Linked DNA regions of Mus musculus: region 1 is linked to region 2. Evidence: chromatin contacts called from public promoter capture Hi-C data. All regions are on one chromosome and are shown on one strand. The core of a region is the stretch at or near the end of the contact, and the rest is flanking DNA. Distances in the headings are between cores, read along the strand shown. Region 1 overlaps Gm31012 (a long non-coding RNA gene). Region 2 holds the start of Cbr3 (carbonyl reductase 3).

The links. Promoter capture Hi-C pulls out the DNA fragments that hold promoters and counts their contacts.
Region 1: a contact with region 2 is called in a promoter capture Hi-C map of pre-B cells, with 7 times the contacts expected there. The contact joins the enhancer-like site here to the promoter of Cbr3 in region 2. A contact is called at or near these places in 3 of 39 promoter capture datasets (liver and pre-B cells), 1 of 15 datasets of contacts at CTCF or cohesin (large pre-B cells) and 2 of 9 other capture datasets (adipose tissue and liver).

What each region holds. Positions count from the first base shown.
Region 1 is chr16:93,938,954-93,945,544 of GRCm38.p6, reverse strand. The region is part of intron 1 of Gm31012 (a long non-coding RNA gene); the gene reads right to left. It also overlaps a transcript of Cldn14 not described here. Among named protein-coding and RNA genes, the nearest start is that of Cldn14, 13 kb to the right of the region's middle. Within about 2 kb of position 3,499, at least 7 of the 459 cell types and tissues checked have an H3K27ac peak or open chromatin away from gene starts, as enhancers often do.
Region 2 is chr16:93,677,873-93,685,363 of GRCm38.p6, reverse strand. Cbr3 (carbonyl reductase 3) reads right to left here and starts at 2,145. Exons shown (of 3, transcript NM_173047.3): 1 at 1,751-2,145; 2 at 210-317. The coding sequence starts at 2,039.

The DNA of each region.
Region 1 (6,591 bases), core at 2,250-4,749, 260 kb before region 2:
CCTGGAACTGGAGCTATGAACCTCTGGGAGCTGTCATTGAACTCTGGGAGTTGAGCCCGAGTCCTCTGGAAGAGCATCCAGCGAGCGCTCTTAACTGCAGAGCCACCTCCAGGCCTCTTTATTCCGTTCATTTTAAAGATTTGGATTTCATTTTTATTTACGGGCTGGGGGGTCTGCCACATGTGCTGGTGCCCTCAGAGGCCAGGGAGGGCATCAGGTTCCCAGAGCCGGGGGTTAGAGGAGGCTGTGAGCTGCCGGCAAGGCTGCTGGGGAGTGAGCCTGGGTCTTCTGTAAGAGCAGGCTATTAAGAGCATCTTAATAGCCATGATGTTTGCCTCATTCATTTTAAGGGCTGAATGTGACCCCATCAGGTGTATACTCCATTGCCACGTATTTTAATTAGTTTGTCAAAAAACGGCCATACTCTCCCAGTTATGGAGGACAGAGCTATCTTTATGTCTCCATGTGCTCCTGGGCAATATTTTCCTACAAAGTGAAAATCACCTAGGAGTCACAGAAGGAGAGATTACCTCTCCCTGACCACAGAAAGCTGTCTCTTTGCCTCTACTGGAGTCCTGCTTGAGGCCAGCTGAAGGGTCTAGGTATCCTTAGCTCCCTCTCTATCACTGTGTCTCCGCAGAGGTACAAGCCAACTCTCGCCAAGCAAAGCGCTTCCTCCCCACCTTTTCTTCCACGACGGTCCTGGGTCTGGCAGGGCACACCATCTCCATCTCCTGATCGAGCCTTCACCCCAGCGGTGGGCTACTGAGTTATCTCTCTCCATACACCTCCCACAGGAGCATCTGGGCAGGGTCATTAACAGCCAGCACTTCCCAGAGAACAGTTTCAACGGTTACTAATGGTGTTCACAGACTGTTGCGTTGGGACACAGCCATATGCCAGGCACACTCTTCGTAATCCTTGCCAGGTTTCTCTGAGCAGTCAAACTATAGCAAGTAGATGTCAAGTAGATGTCAAGTAGATTACAACTGAACCTATCCTAGACCTTTGGGTTGGGAGAGATTACTTCAATATGAGGCTATCAGCCCAGACACACCATCCCATTTTAAGATGAGGGCGAGCTTTGAGGGCAATCTCTTTCCACACATATGTTGCCATTCCATCCTGCTGATAACACCGAGGATGGTCACCTCAGGTCTCCGTGTGGCTCCTACTTCTGAATCTACCCAGCTTCCTGAAGTAATGATAATAATAATAAATTACCATATGTAAGAGCAAAGGAGAGAGACACATGGGTTCCAGATGCACCCAGCAAGTCAGGGCGGATGCTCCCAGATGAGAGGAAACAGGCACAAGGAGAGGAGACCAAGATATGGAAAAGAAGCTAAAATTAGTTAGTAGCCTGCACGGGGGAGTTTTAAATCAATCATTCTAATTAATATTGATTATGGAAATAATGTTCTGGACTACTAAGAGATCTAGAACTGAATGGGGGGGACCAGGGCACCCACATATGCAATCTGCACAATAATACATGGCAGTAAGGAACTGAGATTTGGTGACACATGGCAGTAAGGGACTGAGATTTGGTGACACATGGCAGTAAGGGATTGAGATTTGGTGAATGTTTAGTAGGGACTTGGGTGGAGCCCTCTGCAAGATGGCAAATGTAGAGCTTCCAAATAGAACTGGGTATCACACACTGACGGGGTGCCCTGGCCACGCCTGCTCACATACAAAAGCAAAACCATAAACAATTGATGTTGGAGGTCCAGCCTGGATGCCTTTACCAAGCCTTGGTGTCTCCACCCACTGGGCTTGGAGGGTCCTCTCCAAGTGTCTCCCTGTGTCTCTACCATCTTCCCTACCTCTGCACAAGTTTGATCTCTTTTCTCTTCTCATCTGTACCCCATCACCCCAGTCTAATGTATCCAGAAAATACTGCTGCAAACAGATAAGAAAGAATCCCATGAAAACCTGGTTATTTCCCATCTGAGGGCACTGTGAGTCGCCTGGGTGATGGAGACTATATATGAGTCTTTAGAAAATGCTATCATTTTCTTCCAGCGGTCCTGAGTTCAATTCCCAGCAACCACATGGTGACTTACAACCATCTGTAATAGGATTGATGCCCTCTTATGGTGTGTCTGAAGACAGCTACAGCGGCAGTGTACTCACATACATTAAACCTTTAAAAGAAAGAGAGAGAGAGAGAGAGAGAGAGAGAGAGAGAGAGAGAATGAGAGAGAATATGCTGTCTTCCAGAACTTGTGGGGCCAGAAGAGGGAGCCAGAGGTACAAATGGTGGAGTCTGAAGTATATGACCTGAGTTTGTGGGGGTTTTTTGTTTTTTGTTTTTGAGGGTTTTTTGGTGGGTTTTTTGTTTTTGTTTTTGTTTTGTTTTGTTTGACAGGGTTTCTCTGTGTAGCCCTGGCTGTCCTGGAACTCATTTTGTAGACCAGGCTAGCCTCGAACTCAGAGATCTGCCTGCCTCTGCCTCCCGAGTCCTGGGATTAAAGGCGTGCGCCACCACGCCCAGTTTATGAGCTGAGTTTGTTTTGCTACTGTTTGCACGTGTGTATCAGGATGGCCTGCTAAGGACCAGGTTGTGAACACTTCCTAAAGAGCTAGCACACGTTTTACACCTGGCTCTTCGGACCAGTTCAAGGACTGGTCTGGCAACACAACCTCCGAGGAAGATTGAACACAGAGTTAAAGGTGTTAAGTGTCATAAAGGCTAAAATACACATGTGCACCAACCTCTCACAAATAAACTGGAAATTTTAAAAATAAAAGGAATGCTCTTAAGCAGGTAGGGCCAACCTGCTCAGCGTTACCAAGAAAGCCATGTCCCTACCCTGCCTTGTAACTAGTGGCCCCGGGACCTTTGGTGGGTGTTTCAGCAAGTACTTCCCCCATGTTGGATCACGAGGCCGTGTGCCTTGGGATTCAGCTGCTTGGAGTTTTGTTCCGGGGAGAGTTTCTTCACAGAATGCAGCAACTGACACTGGGTGATGGGTGAACTCCGGGCGCAATGGCTTCTGTCCTCTCCAAGCCTGTCTGTCAAAGAGAAGCAACCCAGGTGGGGGCCTTAAGCCCTGCCCTCCTAACTGGAGGCAACTGTTCCTGAGAGCTTAAGGTCTGGTCCGTTTCAGTTTCTCATGTCTCACCTCTCTAGGGGCTGCATGGCCCAGCGATCTGGACAAAGGCCAAGAAGCCAAAGACTGTTGAAGCCGCAGTCTCCACTCTTCTACTGACGCCAGCGACCACCCAGCCCAGCCAGGCCATATGGCCTCCTGCTTGCCTGATGTATGAGGTGGGTAGCAAGCTTTTCACCCAGAAGAGGACTCCGAGGGATTAATTACTTAAAATCCATAAACATGTATCATTATAATTCTTATTTCAGTTTCTACTCAAAGCTAAAGTGGCCAAAAGGAAAGAAAATGGAGAGCCAAGCTCCCTCTGAAGGCCTCTGAAGGCCTCTGAAGGCCTCTGCCTCTCTGGTATTTCCAGTCTGGTGGGGGACTCTCCCCAGAGTCCTGTGTTTGTTTGACAAAGGGCACATTTGAGGATGAGGAAGCAGAGAGCCCAGCTGAACCCCGGATGAAATTAGATTCTAGGTGTTTCCATGCCTTGCCCCAGCAGGCATGGACATCTCCAGTGAGGCCCAGGGGATGTGTTCAGGCAGCAGGGGTGACACATGTACTTTGGGGGGGGGGACAGGTGTTTTAGGGGACCGGGAAGCTGAGTTAGGATTTGTAAGGTGTCCATCTAAAGGCATTCATTCCCCTGTGGACATTTTCAGAGAGCAACAATTTTCTGTGTGAGGACAAATTAAACAGAGACCTTCCTTCCCTCCACTCCCTCATGAGGGCCCCTCATGAGGGCCCTCAGCAGATGCTTATCTTTGACTCCTCTCTACTCTGAGGCCAAAAACTACTCCCCTCCCCCACCCCTGAGGCTCACTCCAGCATCCCTGTGGTCAGCATGATCCATATGTCTATCCTATCCTTCACCCAATTCTACACAAAATAGACAAACGATCTCCTTCACTTTAAAGTCCCAAGGTACATTCCATCAGCAAGGCTTTCTCTGGGGGGGGGGGGCCCTCCCAAGGTGGCTGACATCCAGAAGTGCCCAACCTGTACAGGTGGGAACAGTAGGAACCCCTCCTATTTAGTCACTGAGAGTCAGGACACAAACAGTGAACACAGCAGCCGTGCCTAGGGCCAGGTTGAGGCAGGACACTACTGTGACATTGTATAAGCCCGAGGTTTTTAAATATTTGTTCAATATTTACTTAGATGAAAGGCCCTGTTCTCTAAATAAACAAATGGAGGGCTTAGCAGGAGGAAAGGCCCCAGGGCAGGTAGCTTCGCCCTCCCCCTGGTCTCCAGAGAACACTTCTCTGGCAAGAATCTGTCCCACCTCTCAGCCAAACAAAAACCTGCACAACTAATGTCGCCCACCTGCAGACAAGGCTTGCTCTGCAGCAGACCCAACAGAGGTCTAACCCTGACTCCAGGTGCTTTCGAATGCCACACTCCTTCCTGGCCCCTCCCCATCCCAAAGAGGTCACTACAGGACTAGACTATCCCATCGCCTCTTGCAGCTGGTTTAGACCCCTCAGCTGGCCCAGTCTGCCTAAAAGATGTGGCTGGGAGTGTACTGGGAGGCCCGTATGCCCGGCTGTTCTTGTAGGGGAAGGCGGTGTGGCTGCTCTGCTCCCACCAGATCTCTCGGGAGCCCCACAACACATTTGACAGGACATGACCTAGAAAGTGCATGAACGTTAGGAGGGATCAGTGGCTCCATCCTGTCTTCCTCCCTTGACACTGCCTTAGAGCTTCCCAGTCACCCCTCCAGCCTTCACAACGCTACTCTTGATATGAAAACCACCCCCTTCCTTAGCCACCCCGTAGCTTGCTGAACCTTGCCTTTGGCTTCTTCTATCATTTCCACAAAGGAAATTTGAACGTCATAGACGCTGGCTTTTGACATGTAGTAATATACTCTGCCTCTTTGGGCAAGAACTAGCACTGGACCACCTTTAACTCACAGCTGTAACTCAAAGCTGACCCTTAGAATCAGAAAGAAAGTTTAGAGTGGAGTATGGAAATGTATTCACAGAAACTTTTGGACTCTTGGAGGATCCGGGCTGAGAGTTCCAAAGTGGGCAAGAAAAGCTGCTTCCAGCTCTCACTGCCTGAGAACACTTAGTGTGAGGTGTGTATGTATGTATATGTGTGTGTGTGTCTATGTGTGTGTATGTGTTTATTCATATGTGTATGTATAAATTATATATAACGTTTAAGAAAACCATTCCTGAAACCAGTGGCATCATAATGAGCCACCACTGCGCAGGCTGGAGTTCATTAGGAGCCAGGTACATCTGTTTACAGTTAGGAGTCCTGTGGCTGCTAACACGCTCCCTCTCATGACACAGGGCCAGGTCAACAACAGACTCTTTTCCTCCTGTTTTGTTTCTATGTTGAAATTAAACACTCAGGCAGTTGCCCTGGGCTTTCTCCATGGAAGTTTTGGGCCCCTAACACACACCTATTTCCCTAACGTTGGAAGGCAGAGACCAATAGACCCATGAAGCCCACTGACCAGCTAGCTTAGCAGAATAGATGGGCTTCCAGTTCAGTGAGAGACCCTGCCTCAGAAACTAAGAAAGACTCCTGACATCGACCTCTGGTGGAGACACCCATATGAACACACCCATATGAACACATACATACACCAACATCCGTATGTACACACACATATCTATGCCACACACACACAAAGAAGGGAAATATTTTGTTGTGATATTGTTATCGGTATCAGTGATTATAACTTAGCATGTTGGAAGTTATTTTTCTTTGAAGAGCTGAACAAAATACGTATTTACTCCATTATTTAAACAAACAAAAATACACAGAAATAGAATTGTTGTTTTATATTGGGGGGTGTGCGTGTGTATGTGTATACCCACATGTGTTGTGTGCCTCTGTGTGCGAATGTATGTGAATGTGTGTCTGTGTGTGTGAGAGTGTGTTTTGTGTGTGTGAGTATATGTGTGTGAATGTGTGTGTGTGAGTGTATAAGTGTGTGAGTGTGTATGGTATGTGTGAGTATATGTGTGTGAATGTGTGCCAGTGAGTGTGTGTTTTGTGTGATAGTGTGTTTTGGGCGTGTGAGGATATGTGTGTGAATGTGTGTGTGGTATAAGTGTGTGAGTGTGTATGGTATGTATGAGTGTGTATGGTATGTGTGAGTGTGTGAGACAGTGTGTGTGTGTGTGTGTGTGTGTGTGTGGGTATGAGTATGTAAGTGTATGTGTGTATGTCTGTGTTGGGCATAAGATCAGGGCTTCTCAGAGGCTAAGCAGAGGCTCTGTATCTCCTAGTCCCCGATTTCTTCTCATTAGATTTGGCATAACTTTGCTCATTTGCTATGGATGTTGTAAGCGCTTCCTCCCAATGTTTGCCCCAGCGCAGTGGAGCTAACTAGAGCTGAGCTGTGACTCTAAGCATATCTCTGGAAGCTTCCAGGTTTTCATTTTCCCCTAAAGCCTACATCATTCAACCAAGGGGGCTATATACACCTGACAGGAGAAAGCTAGGTTTTGAGTCCTGCGAGAGC
Region 2 (7,491 bases), core at 896-3,395:
CACAGACCCCAAGAACTGATCAGTACCACAGGGTTCTGACAACCACAGCCAAAAGGCTCAAGTACAGAGCCAGACACCTTGATAAAATAAGGCAGTTTTTACCCTCCATCTCACAAGCAAATGGCAGCCCTGAGTGGTCCCTGTTGGTTGCCCTATTTGAGGGACCGAGGGCCACTTCCCGAGGGACAGTAGTCCTACTTTGGACTTACCATGTGGTTTCATTATAGGCAGTAACTCAGTGCAGACATTTCTAGTGGCAAAAAAGTTCGTCTTCAGTGTCACCTCAGCTTGAATGTCGAAGGGTGTTGGGTCATCCACTTTGAAAAGCACACAAAAAAAAAAAAAAAAAAAAAAAAGAAAGAAAGAAAGAAAGAAAAGAAAAGAAAAGAAAAGAAAAAAGAATTACATTTTCCTCTGAAACTCGTGTGGCCAAGTTGGATCTCATCACATAACAGCTAAAGGGAAAGTGTACTAACTTTAGGACAGTCTTGCTGAGTGTGGTGATACACACATCTGTAAAGTACACACACACACACCTTTAAACTAGAACTTGATCATTCTAAAGGTCTTAAGAGCATAAGGAAAGAACTTTCTGGTCCACACCTCAAGTTTCTCATCAGCCACGCTCATGTCGCGTCTCAAGAACACTCAGTTTTGATCTTCCTGTCTCAAGCTTGAATAGGGTTCCTGGAGGTTGGGAAAAGATGCTCTGGTGAGGCTGGTGTAAGACCTCAGCTTGTGTGGTGGGGCAGCTGCTGCTCAGATTTGCATACACATGGCCCACATTTAAGTATGAACCTCCAGGGCCATAATTCACCAAACCTTCCATCCGACAACGCTGAGAGTGGCTGAGGTGGTGAGCTCGCCCCTCCCCTTCCCCAAAGCCCACATGCCAGAGTTTGGAAGTGCGGGTACAAGGGTGTCTTGGCTCTCACGCAAGGCGCCTATGGGTGTCCAGGGCCAACTGGAGAGTTTTCGGCTGCACAATAGTCTCCCTCCCTCGTTAGTCTCCGGCTCTCTCAGCATTTTCAGTGAAGCTGGAATGTTTGTTTCAGTTCCAGCACATGGCAACTGGATAATTTTGCTAATTGGACATTTGTTAGAGTAAGCGATCTTGTTTTGTTTTTTTGGGTTTTTTTTCCCCTAAAGGAAGATGATTTCCAAACCGCACTTGCAAGTTTAATAACAAACCTAGTTCCCCGAGGAGGAGGGAAGCAGAGCTCGCTTCCTTTTTGCCAGAGCCTCTCAAAACGCTCCATTAAAGCGGGTAGGAAACCCACTATCGTGCCAGGGCGCTAATTGTGTCCGGGCGACCCATTTCCTGTCCTCAGCAGATATCTACTGGCATCTATGAATTCGCCCTTGTTTCACGCGAAGCGAAAGCTCCAACCCTATTTTTTTGGAAGACCCTTCTCTGAGAAAAGCCTTCGTGCGTGGGACAGAAAGCTGATGAGCTTGACAAGGCGTGGTCCCCTCCCAAGAGACCGGTTTTCTTCCAAACAGGCGCAGCTGAAAGTTCCAAGGAGGGCCTCCGGCGGAGCACAGGCCCGCACAGGCCGCCGGCCGGGTCGGGCATGGAGTGGGGTGCCTGGGCGGGCCCGCACCCGAGTCACCGCACGGGGGAACTCGCCACGCAGAGCGCGAGCCGGGTGCACCCAGGCGGGATGGCGCAGCCTCCGGATCCCAGAGGCTCACTGCCCAGCACCCTCGGAAAACCCCGGGACACCTCCTCCTGGAGCCCCACACCTACTTCTAAAGGCGATGCCCGCGTTGTTGACCAGCACGTTAAGTCCCCCGTACTCCTTGCGCAGAAAGTCGCGCAGCGCACGGATGCTCTGCGGGTCGTCGATGTCCAGCTGGTGGAAGCGTGGGCTCAGGCCCTCCGCCTGCAGCTGCTGCACCGCCGCGCGGCCCCGCGCCTCGTCCCGCGCCGTGAGCACCACGTCCCCGGAGAATTTCCGACACAGGTCACGCGTGATCGCAAAGCCGATGCCTTTGTTAGCCCCAGTTACCAGGGCCACGCGGCTGCAGGACGACATGTCAGAGGGACACACGGACCACCTGATGGCCGGGCCGGCTGGGCAGCGGGTCACGCGTGGTCAAAACCGTGGCGTAGGACTAGATTCTGGGACCCGGCGCTGCGACTGCTAGAGAGCAAGGCCTTGAGAAGCCTGTCCCTCCCCTCTGAGGAGGAGCCGTCTGTTCCCGAAGGGTCCGCCTCCTCCCGCTCGCCTGCCCGCCCGCCCGCCGGCCAGTGTAGAGATCCTGGTTCCGAGCTAAGCAGTGGTCAGGGACAAGCGCTGCTCCCAAAGGAAGGGGTCAGCAGGACTCGTGGCAGTCGGATTGAAACAACTATTTTGGGGAAACTTCAAAAGGAGGAAAACAAATGCTCCGTAATTTTCTTGGGCGAGAACCCGTCGTTCTCTGCAGAATGCAAATGTTTGCTTCTGCGGAACTCGCTCTGAGATTACTTAACACACCCCGCGGTTTGCTCAGGGACTTCAGGGAACAGTGCCTGGGAGTAGACTGAACAGGTGTGGGCGAGCCCTCGCGGCTGGAGGTCTCGGTGCGCCCCCACGTGGGAGAGAAGGCTCATGTTTATCGAACTGTTTTGAGTAGTACGGGAGTCCTCAGTGCCGGTCTTTGGTTTATTCCAAGTGTACTGGGTATGCAGATAGATCTGCATTGGTCTCAGTCTATGCGAGTCATCTCCCAAGGAGATGCTGAACCTACGAACAAAATTCCAGGCGTGTCTAAGTGTGGGCACGCAATCAGACCTCCTCCCTTCTTGGGTGGAATCGAGTCTGTGCTGATCCTACTTGGCTAGGGATTGTGAGGTTGAAGGACAATTAAGTCCTCACTCACAGTGATTCAGCGTTTCCCGAGCTGATCCGGCCAAACTGCCTTAGCCTCTTATTACGGACTCCACCTTCTGTTTCAAATGAGGTGAGGAAGGTGAGCTCTGTGGGGGCCTAGCCTGCCTGTGATGTTAACTTGAGAGGATCTAGGAGACAGACCTCTCTCTCAGCCTGTCTCTGAGGGAGTTTCTCAGTTAGGCTGACTGGGGTAGGAGGCCCACCCTAAGCTCAGTACCGTTCCAGGGACTGGGATGCTGGACTGAATGAAACGGAGAAAGTGAGCTGGGCCAAGGCTGTGGAGCTGGCTCCGTGGGTGAAGGTTATGAGGACTAGAGTTCAAATCCCCGCTCCACACAACGTGGGGCAGTGTGGCTGCTGTGTGACCCCAGAAGCAGGATTTCCGGAGGCGAGCTGATTAGCCAAGTCTGCAAGGTCTGGTTCAAGTGAGAGACCCTGCCTCAAAGAATCAGGAAGAGATGAATAGCAGAAGACATTTGTCAACCTCTGACCTCTGCATACACGGGAACCCCGCCCCCTTCCTCCCAACCCCCACACACAGTTTGACCATCTGTCTTATGCTCATGTGGTTAGGACCCCACAGTGTTGGACTCTCGAACTGTGAGCCAGGATAAACCCGCTCTTAAATCGCTTTTTCTTTGGTTATGTGATCAAGGCAGCAATGGGAGTAACATTTACAGAGTCCGGGACAACTTTTTCTGCTTTCTCTCCTAAAGACCAGTGGGGAGTTCAGAGTGTAGTTCGGTGATGGAGCACTTGCCTAGCATATCCTTGTGAATGAGAATTCCTGAGAAGAAGTTGTGCCTGGCTGTCTACAAGACTCCTGGAAGGAGTTCTGTGCCTGAAGAGACTGAAGGACAGGCTGCTGTGGGGAGACTGGGATTCTGCAGGTTCAGAGGTTAAGTATCTTGGACTAGGTTTAGCTTCTGGAACAACTTCTCCTTGTCAAATCTGAGCCAACATCTCGTGATAATAAATAAAAGCCTCTTAGATGCTACTGACGCGGTGGGACACTGGCTTCCAGCAATCCGAGAGCTAAGAATGTCCTGAGGTAGCATCTTGGGCCCACAGAACAGCTCCGTCTCACTGTACCTGCCTCTCTGCTGTGCCCATCCATGGATTTCAAAGATTCATGACATCCTCTGGGAAACTATAAAACCCTCGGGAAAGTGCTTCTGAGTTGGAACATAAATTGGGGATCCTAATTCTGTGTTTCCAGGCCGTGGTCACTCAAAATGCCCCCAGGATAAATTTCTTTAGGATCAGAGCTGAGAGCAGGTGGTGGTGGTGCATGCCTTTATTTCCAGCAATTGGAAGGCATGGGCAGGCAGATCTCTGACTTTAAGGTTGGCTTAGTCTACAAATTGAGTTCCAGGACAGCCAGGGAGGGTTACACAGAGAAACCTTGCCTGGAAAAACAAACAAGCAAAACCCCAAACCAACCAAACAAAAAGGGTGAGAGCTGTGGCTTTTATGTCAATGCCTGGGGGGAAATGGAGACCTGTGTTAAGTCCATACTCTGAGGCTGGTGAGATTGCTGTGTTGTGGACATCCAGCAGCAAGGATTTCATAGGACACCAGGACACCTCTCAAGTAGGAAGTTGTTGGTGAGGGTGTGGTTCTCTGTGATTATTAAACAAAGGGGGAAGGCACTTGTCACCAAGCCTGATGAATTGAGTTTGATCACTGAGGTCAACAAGGTAGAAGGAAAGAATTGACTCTTGCAAGTGATCTGGAACCTACACACACACACACACACACACACACACACACACACACACAGGCACACACACACACACAAGCACACAGAGACATGAAATAAAACAAAATATATATTTTTAAAGGAACATAATACTATTGTTTCTCCTCTCTCCCTCCCTCTTTCCCTCTCTCCCTTCCTCCCTCCTTCCCTCCCTCTTTCCCTCTCTCCCTTCCTCCCTCCTTCCCTCCCTCTTTCCCTCTCTCCCTTCCTCCCTCTTTCCCTCCTCCCAGTCTGTCTCCCTCCCTACTAAGACATGCACTCTTTTGCTGGCCAGCCTGACCATGAGTTCAGCTAAGGATGACCTTGAACTCCCGTCTACATCCTGCTGGAATTATAGGCACTTACCGCACACTGTTTCTGATTTTTCAAATTCTGATACAACCCCGGTGCTTTGTTTGGGAGATAGGGTCCCACTGTGTTGCCCAGGTTGGTCTTGAACTCCTGGTTCAAACAATCCTTCAGTCTCAGCCTCTAGGCGGGGTACTGGGTCCACAGGCACAGACCACCGTCTGGCTTTTCATCCTTCTCTCCCCCTAGTGAGTCTGGCAGAGATTTAACATCTTTAAAAGAAAATTTCCCAAGCAACCAACATTTACTGTTCTTGATCCTCTTTTCTCCATTTCCCCTGATTATTTTTATTTATTTTCTGATTTTTATTTCCTGTTTTTGCCCACTTTGGGCTCAATATACTCATATGTCTCTTGAACTGGAAGCCAAGGTTGCTGGTTTGAGATATTTCCTCTTTTCTAGTTCAGGCAGTATAGTTTACACGTTTCCCTTAAAGTGCTACCTGGTGGCATTTAAATATTGATTTTTGGGGTTGGGTGCTGGAACCAGAGTGCAGTGCAGACATGATTAGCTGCTGAAATACACCATCAGCTCCTTCCAACTTACCTTTTGATACCTTTTTGGACCAATGCTATTTTTTTTTAAAACTTCTTTTAATTCTAACTATTTAGTTAAGGTTCTCTGATGACCTTGCTATGAGCTTTAATAACTCTATTGAAAGCAGAGAATAAACTCTAGTGGCATCTTTTACAAACAGTATCAAACACACTGGGACATAGCAGTGCATGCCCTGTAGGTTGCCAAGGGAGGAGAATGAGGCAGGGGAGTGACTTCAGATCAAGAGTTTAAGACCAGCCTGGGCAAGTCAGTAAAGCAGTGTTTTCTTTCATTCTTTGTCCTCCCAAGTCCCGTGCTTTGCCCCCTGGTATGCTCTGGATCTTCATCCTCCTGTCTTAGTCTCCCACGTGCTGAGCTCACAAGTCTGTGCTCTCTTGCCTGGAAAAACCTGTCTCTTAAAAACAGTTACAAAAGCTGAACGATGCTAAAGCCTTTTACGTAACAATAATTATCTCAGAGAAAGGCACAGATTAGTGGAGACAGAATAATTGGAGAGCAGAGCGTGTGGGAAGACAAAGCTGCCTGATGCCAGGTGTCTTATGGAAACCTTGGCTGGCTGGGTCCCTATCTACTGAACAGTGGAGGGGAAGCTGTGGGACAGACACACAGACTTACCACGACGGTCGGACACTCTCAAATGCATGCATATTTTCCGGGTCATGATGGGTTCTTATGGTTTGATGGAATCTCCCTTTTTTGTCGTCATCCAAAACAGCGTGTTCCATCGACATGTTTTCACACCTGTGCACTGCTCTGCGCATTGTCACCTCCAAAACTCTCCTGTCACCACTCCCTTTAGTTCCTTTCTTCTCCACGTCGACAGTCCTCCTTCTGCTTCATGTCACACATACATCAGTCTGGTGTTCAAGTAAAGACAACGGGCAGCATCTGCCCTTGTACACAGTTATTTCACTTAGCACAAGGTTCTTTCTCCAGTTCTACTTATTTTCCTGCAAATGGCATAATTTCATTCTTTGTGGCTAAATAAAACTCCACTGTGTACACACCCCTCATTTTCTTTCTCCATTTGCCTTTAAGTGAGTGTCTAGACTGGTTCCTGGCTTGGCTGGTCTAAGGCCTCAGTGACCATGAAGGTGTAAGTACCCCTGTGGTATGCGGAATATTCCCAGGTGCAGTACAGACGGGTTATGTGATAATTCTGTACCTGGTGAATTTGGAGAAACACCCTACTCCCTGGAGAGTTTTTAATTAATATGATGAACGTCCTAACTTGTCTCTGTTCTCATTGAATCTATGAATCCTCTCCTCCCATCCCAGCCTCCCTGCCCCTTCCCTCTACAAGGTGGCTTACTGAAACCACATGAGTTCAGGAATCACACATTCCACCTTACCTAGAGACCTGCTGTATGTATATGAGTGCTCTATCTGCATGTACACCTGCATGCCAGCAGAGGGCATCAGATCCCATTACAGATGGTTGTGAGCCACCATGTAGTTGCTTGGAATTGAATTCAGGACCTCTGGAAGGGCAGCCAGTGCTCTTAACCGCTGAGCCACGTCTCCAGTCCAAGACCTGCTATATTTCTTAATCACAGGGTAAGAATCGAGTCTTAACCAACTAAAGTTCTCTTCTGAGACCACTGCTGCATATCTGTGGAACTGGATGTCCACAGATGGCCCTTCACCTGCACCTTAAATAGATGAGTGCCCCGATGGGTACAGGCATATTCACGAGTGAAGCCCCATGCCCCATGAGCCTGATGCCGTCTCTGCTATCTTCGGTGTGTCTCTGGGCAAGGCTCCCAATCTCTCAGTACCACAGTTTTGTTCTCTTGTAATGATTACAGTGCTGGGTGTAGTGACGGCTGTAAGTTCCTACAGTAAAAACGTTTGGGGGTTGTGGGGAGGGAAATGTGTGTCGGCCAGAACAGCTCTGGACGTTCTGCACGGGACCCGTGTCTGATTCTGCACCCAATTGGCAGCTTC